Linked DNA regions of Ovis aries: region 1 is linked to region 2. Evidence: chromatin contacts called from public Hi-C data. All regions are on one chromosome and are shown on one strand. The core of a region is the stretch at or near the end of the contact, and the rest is flanking DNA. Distances in the headings are between cores, read along the strand shown. Region 1 holds the start of QRICH2 (glutamine rich 2). Region 2 holds the start of RHBDF2 (rhomboid 5 homolog 2).

Evidence for each region. Hi-C and Micro-C count contacts between places; a contact is called where the count stands out from the background.
Region 1: a Hi-C map of muscle shows a contact between it and region 2, with 4 times the contacts expected there. The contact joins the promoter of QRICH2 here to the promoter of RHBDF2 in region 2. A contact is called at or near these places in 7 of 16 Hi-C or Micro-C datasets (blood, liver, mixed tissues and 4 more).

What each region holds. Positions count from the first base shown.
Region 1 is chr11:54,753,437-54,758,814 of ARS-UI_Ramb_v3.0, forward strand. QRICH2 (glutamine rich 2) reads left to right here and starts at 3,499. Exons shown (of 19, transcript XM_042256334.2): 1 at 3,499-4,022; 2 at 4,189-4,278. The coding sequence starts at 3,513. It overlaps PRPSAP1 (phosphoribosyl pyrophosphate synthetase associated protein 1), which reads left to right. Exons shown (of 10, transcript XM_027974120.3): 10 at 109-1,383. The coding sequence ends at 267.
Region 2 is chr11:54,589,293-54,594,051 of ARS-UI_Ramb_v3.0, forward strand. RHBDF2 (rhomboid 5 homolog 2) reads left to right here and starts at 1,469. Exons shown (of 22, transcript XM_060394993.1): 1 at 1,469-1,497.

The DNA.
Region 1 (5,378 bases), core at 2,249-4,748, 170 kb after region 2:
TTGAAACTTGGTCTGTGGGTACCAAATGTCAGATACACGTTTCCAAGTGACCACATCAGGCCACACAACATCAGTGACGTGTTTATTTTCTGTTACTGCGTCAACCAGGTGGTGGTGACGAATACTGTTCCTCACGAGGTGCAGAAGCTGCAGTGTCCCAAGATAAAGACTGTGGACATCAGTCTGATTCTTTCTGAAGCAATCCGGAGAATCCACAACGGGGAGTCCATGGCGTACCTCTTCCGGAACATCACGGTGGACGACTAGCTTTCGCGGCTGCCTTGGCCCTAGAGCTCCTAAGGAAAACATGTGAAGAGCAGTGCCATCAATAATGTACACGGGGTTTCCTTTCAAGGGAGGCACATGGTTTCTCTTGCCAAGCTTGGTGGGTAGGAGGCATTAAGATAAGATAGTCCAGGGGACAGCAGGGGTCGTGGGGGCGTGGCCTCAGCTGTCTGCTGTCGCCATCCTGTCTCTTAAAGTTAGATGCCTTCCTGAACAGGATCTGAAAATCTTGCTGATGTTGAAAGAGAGTGAAAGGCAGGTGAAATCCTGACTCGCTAACTTTCGTTCAGTTGTTTCCACCGCAGGGACACGTCCGTGTTAACGTTGAACCCGGTTAGGGAAGCTGAGCACCGTTCCTATTCCGCTTGTCGTCTCGCCAGTCAGCTTTCCCCAGGTCTTTTCTAGGGAATCCTATTTTTCTTTAAGAACCTGCTTGCCAACAGCCAGTGAACAAGGAAGCATTGGTGGTAGTGCTCCTAGGGAGGGCTTCACATTAGCAAGTCACGCCTATCTCTGGATCCCCACGCTGCTCTTAAATTGCAAATAAAGGAATTTGCTGTGTTGTTAGTGTCTTCGCTGCAGCGCTCCCCACTCTCCTGCCTTCTGTCCAGACGCTGCAGAAGCCAGTGCCTTGAATGCAGGCGGCCCAGGTCCATGGCTGGCCCCAGCCCTGGACAGACGTGCCCCTCTGCACATTCCATCCCCTTCCCCTCACGTTCCCTGAAGTTAAATTCTTGTTGAATAATAAGTGATATTTGAATGTTTGAATATTCATATCTGAATATTTGAAGGTTCTGTATTTGAAACCTAAGTAGTTGTTATTCTAATAGACCTAAACCGAACTTTTTCCCTGTGTGCTAGGTGACACTTAGGTTGGTTGCGTTACTTAGGACTGCACTTCATTTTTCTGCCAACATTTAAAATGACACAGTCCTAATTCTGTTATAGTTGATATCTTATTTGTCAGGTAGACTTTTTCTAGTCTGATCCAAGTCAGAACTGAATGAAATAGGAGGGAGCAGTGTCTGCCCGGAAATGAACTGCAGTCACTCATTTGTTCCATTGGTTCCTGAGAGATAATAAACGCCGATTCACTTACTTGTACCATTGCATTTCTCTGCGGGGAAGTTTCCTGGACATTTTTCTCCCTTTCCTAACAGCTAGGAAAGTTCCCCAGCCCACCATGGAGACTTGAGCACATTCCCTTTCTCAAGCACACAAAAAAGTTGCCTTCTGTTAAGAGTCCAAGTAGGAGGATCTTGAGAAAAGAACTTAATTGTGAAATAATTTCCCTGGTTGTAGAGGAAGTGCCATGGACTGCTGTTACTCAGCAGACTGGTTTTGTCCTGGAGGTTGGGCCAATGACCCTTCCCGGGTCTCTCTCATCAGCTGTCGAAGGGGAGGTTTGGAATTGAAAGCCAAGGTCCTTTTCAACCCCAAATTCCATTTATACCTCCTGTGAGTGTTCTCTGTGTCTCTAAGAGATTTTTAAATGTACTTATTTAACAGAAGCACTTAAGTGTACATTTCCTGGGATTAGATTTGGAGTATATTAGAATAAGCCCTTTGCATTGGCATTTGGTGAGTCCTGGTGTGTGCCTGTCATGATAGCAAGGCTCAGGGTCGGGAGAATGGAAACATGAGAGCCCAGAGAGGTGATGTTCTGGCCTCAGCTAGTGTAGCAGCAGCCATATTCTTCTGGAAGGTTCTGAGCTTAGAGTCAATTCAGCCCACACATCTCACCCTGCAGTACCGCCAACACTCAATCCGAAAGCTTCAGCTATGACTCCGTGGCCTGGCTTTATGTCTTCTAATGTAGGAGTTTATGTGCACAAGAGACTGCAAAGAATTTTTCCCTATTCTTTGGCCACTCCTTGCGGCAGGTGAGATCTTAGTTCCCCAACCAGGGATTGAACCTGTGCCCCCTGCAGTGTTGAATAATGTCTCAACAACCCATCTGAAGGCCTGTTGTGTGTCAGGCTCTGGGAATATAATAGTGAGCAAAAATCCTTGGGTGGTTAACCCTCATGGAGGTTACAGACTCGTTTAGCTCCATTTCCAAGAAACACTGCTTTTATTTTGGAGGGAGGTAGGGAGTGAACATGGAGGCTTTCGATTTTACCAGTTCAAACTAAAAATTTGACTTTGAAAAGTAGTGAAAATCATGTCTAGTATAAGTGTCGATGCAGGTTTTCTGTATCTGGAAGGTCAACACTGAAAGCGGTACCCATTTCCTGGGGGACTCTGGTATGGGAGAATAAGCTTCAGTTGCTGAGAGCATCACTGTCCCCCTGGTCCTATCTCATCGGCCCTGCCATGTAATAGGGGAGATGCTGGCACGTGACCACGTGAGTCTGTTCTGAGATAAGTGAGGCCAGGGCAGCACAGAAAATTCTGTCAGCTGGTGGCTAACTGGAACCACCTGGGTACTGTGACTGGTCTTTAAGTTACCTTCCCTTCTGATTGAGCAAAGATATGGGAACTGTGCCCAAGGGGCCAAGGTCTCACGACTGTGTCTCTTAGATTGCCATTGCCCTGTGAAGGGAACACACAAAACCCAGTGGCCATGAGGCCTCTTAAATCTTTGCATTATTGTGACCCCCACCCCCCACCCCCGAGTGAATCAGCTGGAATCTAGGTGAGCCTTAGGGGGCCTCCACCCTTCCACCCCCAAATTGACGTGTTCCCTGGGTGGGGGTGGGGGGCGTTTACTGAGAACAAAAATTCGTGGCACTTTGGGGTGTGACCAGGCCTTTCCCGACCCACTAGAACAGGCTTTCCTTGGGTCTGGGGTGGCTTCAAGGACCTGCAGGTCTCCGCGCAGAGGCCAACTCTCCGCGAGGCGCATTCTTCCGTGGAATCCCCGAATGCGCGTTGGGGCATCCACAACCGGGCAGCGAACGGGGGCCACAAACTTCGTTCCAAACGTCCGCCGGCCGCCTGGACACTGCACTCCCGAGTTCGAGCTCGGTGATCGGATGGCGGCGGGCTGACGGCAGAGGCTCTGCGGTCCCGGCACCCGGGTTTCCCGGGAGCGAAGAGTGGGAACTCAGGTGGCCGGGCGCTACCTCTCCGGCCTCCAGAGCGGCTCCAGACCGAGACTGGTGCCCAGCGCGGCTGAACGCAGGGGCAGGGGCAGGGGCGCCCCGGGGCCTCTCAGGGGCCCGGAAAGGCCCGGGAGGCGGGGCGAGCAGTAAGGCGGGCAGGGCCGCCAGAGAAGGCGAACGATGCCGCCCGCGACGGCGGCTCTCTCGGTCTCCCTCCGGGAGCTGGCCGACCTCGCCATCGGCACCCCGGAGGTGGGAGCTGTCAATTTCACGGCCCTGCACACGCTCCTCGTGGCCATGCTCAAGAGCCTCAACCTGCAGGAGACGCGGATCGACTTCCAGTCTCCCATGCTCGACCAGAGCCGCTCCTTTGAGTCCCCGCGGGTGTCGACCAGCACCCCGCAGCTGGTGGCGCCCAAAGAGAGGCGAAGGAGCAGCGTGGCCAGAGCGCAGACCCTGGAGACCCAGGTGAAGGACCTGGGCGGCCAGGTCCAGGACCTCGGCCGGCAGCTCAAGACCGTGGGGAGCCAGGTGCAGGCCATCGTGGCGCACGTGCAGCACTTCCCCACCCAGACTGATGGGCTGGACGACCGCGACTGGCTGGAAACGAAGGATTTGGCCCTGGTGACGCAGGAGAAGGGGCAGACAGGGCCGACGAAAGGCAGGAGTGACAGCAAGCCGGTCTTCCAGGTGGGTGTGCGGGCGGCCCGCCCAATCCAGGCCGCTCTCCAGCGCCCCGCCCCCAGGGAGCTGGGCTTCTGAGACACGCTCCTGGGAGGAGTCCCGGAGCCCGGAGGCAGGCGAGGGAGGGACAGGCCCAGGCCAGGAGCCCCACGGCTCGATTTCTACCTCGCAGGGCCCCGAGCTGCTCCAGGACCTCATGAAAGACATGAAGATTTTGAAGGAAGCCCATCAAAAGAAGGCGCAGCCTGAGTTGCAGCCTGAGGTGAGGGCGGCAGGGACCCCACCTTGGGGAGCTGAGTGACCCCCTTCCTGGGCAGCCTCCTTCCTCTCCTCTGTTTACCCAGGGCTCACCCACCACTTGTCAGACACCCATGCGTCCTGAACAGACCCAGAGAGGGCCCAAGAACTTCTCAGAATGTTCTTTAAGTGACTTTCCTTTAAACTAGAATAAAGGAGCAAGGTGGTGGGTGTTAAGGGATAAAAGTTTGGTCCAAGAAAAGAGAGCTAGAATGCAGAGGGTCATGAGTCACCACCCACAGCTCCCCAGGCAACAACCTCTCTCTCTCACTTGGATCTTTGTTTCCTTGGAGAGAAGCCAGGAGCCCTGAGCGTAAGCAAAGAGTCAGACATAACTGAAGCGACCGAGCACATTTTTAGATTTGGGGTTTGTCTTTGGTAAAGGCTGTTTGACCTTTAGATTCGTAGTTTCTGAAGGTTTGCCAAAATTCTAAGGAGCCACTTGCTGTTGATTTGCTAAGTTGTGTCCAACATTTTACAATGCCATAGACTGTAGTCCACCAGGCTCCTCTGTCCAAGGAATTTCCCACCCAAGAATACTGGAGTGGGTTGCTATTTCCTCTTCCAGGGAATCTTCCTGACCCTGGGATTGAACCCGTGTCTCCTGCACTTGCAGGTGGATTCTTTACCACTGGGCCACCTGGGAAGCCCCAAGGAGCTGCTTTAAGTGGTAGCGATTTGCTTTGATCCTTCAGAGGCACTTTTCCCTTTAAACAGTGCAGACTTTCAGATACCCAATCATCTTTGTTCTTGAGAGGCGAGGTCAGTCTGATTCCAAAGTCCCACTAGTGGGTTGTATGAAATGCATCCTGGGACCAAACAAAGGGTCCCACCCTCACACCATTTTTGTCCAAGGCACGTAGCCCCCGGGTACCACTCACCATGCCCCATGTCCCTTCCTCTTGTTGTCTGGGAAGAGAATGGGGAGCCTGGCTTGGCAAGCTTCTCTGTACCTTGAGCTCCTCTAAGACCCAAGGACCTCCTTTCCTCTTCTGCCGTGTGTGTGTGTGTGTGTGTGTGTGTGTGTGTGTGTGTGTGAGTGTGTGTGAGTGTGAGTGTATGTAT
Region 2 (4,759 bases), core at 219-2,718:
TTTATTTATGCAGGATCTTAGTTCCCCGACCAGGGATCGAACTTAGGCTCCCAGCAGTGGAAGCACGGAGTCCTAACCACTGGACTGCTAGGAAATTTCTTTTACTCCCATTTTTAAAATTTGTTTATTTTTAAAATGAATTATTTATTTAATTCAATTATTTGGTTGCACCAGGTCTTGGCTGTGGCGTGTGGGATCTAGTTCCCTGACCAGGGATTGAACCTGTGCCCCCTGCCTTGAGAACACAGAGTCTTCGCCACTGGACCACCAGGGAAGTCCCTTATCCCCATTTTAAAGAGAAGGAAGCCGCAGGCTCAGGGAGGTTGAAGGAGCTGAGTGAGGTACAGTGGCAAGCCCAGGATCTGAGGCTTCTGTGGCGGTAGAGATGCCACCACCAGTGGTTTCACAGGTAAGAAGGTGGGTCCAGGGTGGCTACTATGTTGAGAACAGGCTCAGACAGGATCCGCGGCCGGGAGGCTGACCCCGCAGTCCAATCTCCAGATCTTGAGTGCTGTCCTCAGACGCAGGCACCCGTGAGAACCAAGGTCCTGCCCCATTAGGAAGGTTCCGTGTCATTGGGCCAGAGGCCACACGGGTATTTTTTTTTTTTAACTGGGTCTCCCCTAAAGGAGATTCCTGGAACTTTACCAGAGACCCCGCCGCCACACAGACACTCAGTGAGGGCTTCTCCCAGGAGCAAACCCTAGGTCCCCATCTGTCCTGGGCGCCAGGCCTGGGCGCAGTGCCGGGGGCGAGTGGGCGGGGGAAGTTGAGTAAGACCGGGTCTCTGCCCGGCCGGGAGCCTTCGCTGCGGCAGGATGCGGGGGAGGGCGCGTTCGCGGTGGAGGAGAGTCTAGAGCAGCGATGGAAATCAGAGGAGGCGTCCCGGAGGCGGCAACCGCAGCAGGACTTGCAGGCGAGACTCTCCAAATGAGTTTGAAGGAATGCCTGAGGGCTAAAAGGCCCGAGGGAACAGGCTCGTTTGATCCAGGGATGAAGGCTCTGGGAGGAGGCTGTTATTGGAGAGGTTTCTCTTGGAAGCTGACGGGATGATGGCACTTCAGACCTAGATTATACGTTTTATTGGGGGATGAGAGGACGGCGCCCGGAAGAGAGTAGCTCCGGCGGAAAACAGGGTTCTGCCCGGGCGGGGACATCACTGGAGCGACCGAGGAAGGGCAGTGCGACCCTGGAGCCGCAGAGGATGCTGGCCTAGGGGACCGAGCTCGGCCCCGCCCCACCCAGAGCTCGGCCCCGCCCCACCCAGAGCTCGGCCCCGCCCCACCCAGAGCTCGGCCCCGCCCCACCCAGAGCTCGGCCCCGCCTCCAGGACCCGGACCCGCCCAGGCGTCCGGCCCCGCTCCCGGCCCCGCCCCCGCCGACCGCGCGCAGGTAGGGAAGAGGCGGAGCGCTGGGGCCCCGCCCCCGGGAGCCACTACCCAGCGGCTGGCCGGCGCAGCTAGGAGCTGAGTCCCGGGGACTTGGGGCCGCAGGGAGGTGAGCGCGGGGCCCCGGGAGGGGTCGGTTCGCGGCGACTGGGCACCGGGCGCCAGAGGGGCCGCGGGGTCGCGCCCGGGGCCGCGGTGAGTGACCGGCGAAGGGTCCGGCGCTGGCTCCACGTGGGCCGATACCCGAGGCCGGGGCTGGACTGGGACGGGGCCCTTGGACCGGGTCTGCTGGCCCCTAGGCTCAGCTCGGATAAGACACCTCCCGGGTCCCTGGGCCACGAGTCACCAGAGGCGGGGACAGGATGATTGGGCCGCAGTTTAAAGTCCCAGGAGGAAGAGCGGGGGGGAAAGCCCCAGGGCAGGACCGCGCAGTCCCGCCTCACCCCAGAAGCGCCCGGAATTCAGACCTTCCCCGCCCCTCCACTTTCTCCTGGGTGAGCTGCAGCGACCGGGGAGTTTGTTCGGCCTCGCCGGGGTGGAAACAGGTGCTGCAGCCAGGCCGGACCGGAGCTCAGAAGTTGGACCCAGGAGTCCTGACTTCTGGACAGAGGGGCTTGAGTACTGCGTTGAGTTAGAGAGGAGTATGTCTCTAGAGTATAAGCCCCTAACTCCAGGGCAGAGAGGAGCCCGGGGTGGAAGGCCGAGGGAGAAGGCCTGGAGTTGGAGCCGAGAAGGGAGAGTCTGAGGAGGGGAGGGCTTGCGGACCTACACCCCACGTGGACTGGCTGCTCTTTCCCAATGGCTAGCCTTAGGACCCTGTGTGGGTGGTATTTGCTGAAATGTAATGGGCCCAGCGTCTGTGTCTTGTTACGGTCACTGTAGGTGAGGCAGAGCAGGGTGGAAAGTGAAGCTTCTTCAGAGCAGTGACCCTCAAACGTGCCTGGGGGAGTGGTTTGCCTGCCAGGGGACATTCAGCAGTGTCTGGAGAAGTTTTGGTTGTCACACCTGGCGGTGGGGTAGGGAGGGTGAGTGTTGTGGCTCCCAGCATCTAGCGTGTAGAGGTTGGGGATGATGCTAAACATCCTGAAGTGTGCAGGACAGCCCCCTACCCCATGAAGAGTTATCCAGCGGGAAGTGTCAGGAGTGCTGTGCTGAGCTTGGAGCGGTACCCGGTTCATCAGGTTACTTCTCACTGACTGCCCCTCCCTGCCTCAGTTTCACCAGGTTAGAGGAGGAAGAAACCCAAATGAGATAAGCAGTAAGAAGGCGTGAGGGCAGTCCTGTCCCAACAGCAGGCTGCCCTTGGTGCCACCAGCCTTTTTCCTACTTAAACCCCAGGCCCTGCATTAAGCAGTTCTGGGTGCCATGGGGAGGGGCTGGAAACAGGGACTCTCTCACAGCTGGGTCCTGGAGTGCTTCACCCCCAGAGCACCTCCCATGCCGGGTGAGCCAGGGCAGCCCTGGGGGTCAGACATCCGCACAGTGTGGAGGGTGGGAAGGGGGTGAGCTCTGTGCTCAGAGACTGCCCAACCCTTGACTGCTGGGCGGGCCTGGATGCCTGACACCATGTGACCAGTTGTCATTTTCCCTTCTGAACCTACTCCTAACTCCTCAGTCACTTATATCAGGAAAATAACATCCAAGGAATAACAGGACACATTCCTTACCTCTTCACAGTCTGCTTCCCTCCTGCAGTAAAAAGTTCCTCGGCGGCTGTGGGAACTCTGGGTGAGATGAGAGACCCAGGGTGGGCCCTGATGCTAGTGCAGCGAGGCGCCCCCTGCTCCTGGTGTTAGCAGAGCCCCAGTGAGAGATGGGGCTCACCGGAGCCACAGGCCAGGGGGTTTCCCGGTAGGGACAACTCTGAATTAATTATTTGTGTTGGGCTCCCCGCTGTGCAGGGAATTGCAGCGGGGGCTGTCATAGAGAGGGCAGGATGGGATGAAGCAGCTGTCCACGCCCAGGAGCCCAGGCCCCCTCACTGCCCTCCCTGCCCACTTCTTGACAATCTCCATTCCCACGCCCACCCTCCATCCTGTTTACGTGTGGTTCCTGGCCTTCTCACCTGGGAACCCTGGTGGGGTCGGAGTGGCAGTTTCTGGTTTGACTTTTGCTTTGGGGGGCTTCTTTTAATCTTTTAACTTTAAAAGGCTGGAGTGAGGCTTTCACCTTTTCAGCTAAAACAAAAACAAAACCAACCTGTAATAGCGACCTCCCATCTTCTGTGTGCCTCTGAAGGCATAAAGCAGCCGTCAGACTTGCACAAAGCTGTTCAGGAAGTAATCAGCAGGGCCTCACGTTGAACCTGGGCCACCTCTTCCAAGTCCAGCCCTAAAACCCTGTGCCACCAGCTGGCAACAGAGTACCAGGTGACTTCTACCTCATTTACTCATTTCTGAGCTGCAGCAGTACCTGGTGTAACACACTTGGACACACACACACACAGGCAGACGCTCACTGCCCAAGGTGGGGACTCCTGGTCCTCTAAGAGGAGGAATGAATCATGCCATAAATGCACTGTGGGGGTCGCTGGGGTCCAAGCCCAGCTCCGGGTCAGGGGTGGTGGCCAGACTTCTCTGCAGGCTGTGTGACTTGCTGTGTAAACTCTTCCCCAGGTGAGGCCTCAGATGAGAGCAGGAAGTCAAGGGATGGTATGTTTGTGCCTGTGACTTGGATGAGCCATCTGGCACTTCCCTGTGGGTTGGGATGAGGGGTGGCAGGATTAGGGTGGCCCCGCCACCTGCCTTGTGCAACATCGAAGGGGATGTACACTCCAGACTGCAGGTCCTCTCGGGTCTCCGTGACGCCCACTTTGGAGCAGACCTTAGTGTTGCCCTGGCCACCCTTGGGGATTTCCAGAGTGAGCTCACGCCTCTGCTCCCGATTTCCCATCCAGCTGGGCCAGCCTGGGGGAGGGGTGGTGACCACAGTGGGGAGGCTGCGAAGCAAGGGCTGCTCTCAGGACCAGCATAAAGAGAGCATTTTCTTCTCCGCATCAGAGCAGTACAGACAGCCACTGTGTCCACGTTCCCTCGTTCAGTAAGTTTATCTAGGGACCCAGATGCAAGGCTTGCGGTTTCAGAGCCTTGGGAAGGCATATTCTGAACCTTCCAGGAAAGTTGTTGTTCAGTCACTCAGTCATGTCCGACTCTTTGCGACCCCATGGACTGCACGCCAGGCTTCCCTGTCCTTCACCATCTCCCAGAGCTTGCTCAAACTCATGTCCATAGAGTCGGTGATGCCATCCGACCATCCAGAAAAGTGGCTGGCACTAAGTGGGCAGATCAGACAAGGGGGACCCATCAGGGATGCTGGCCGGGAGGGTGGGGGTGGCAGTGGGAGGGGGTGATTCTCAGCTGGGCGAGCCAAAA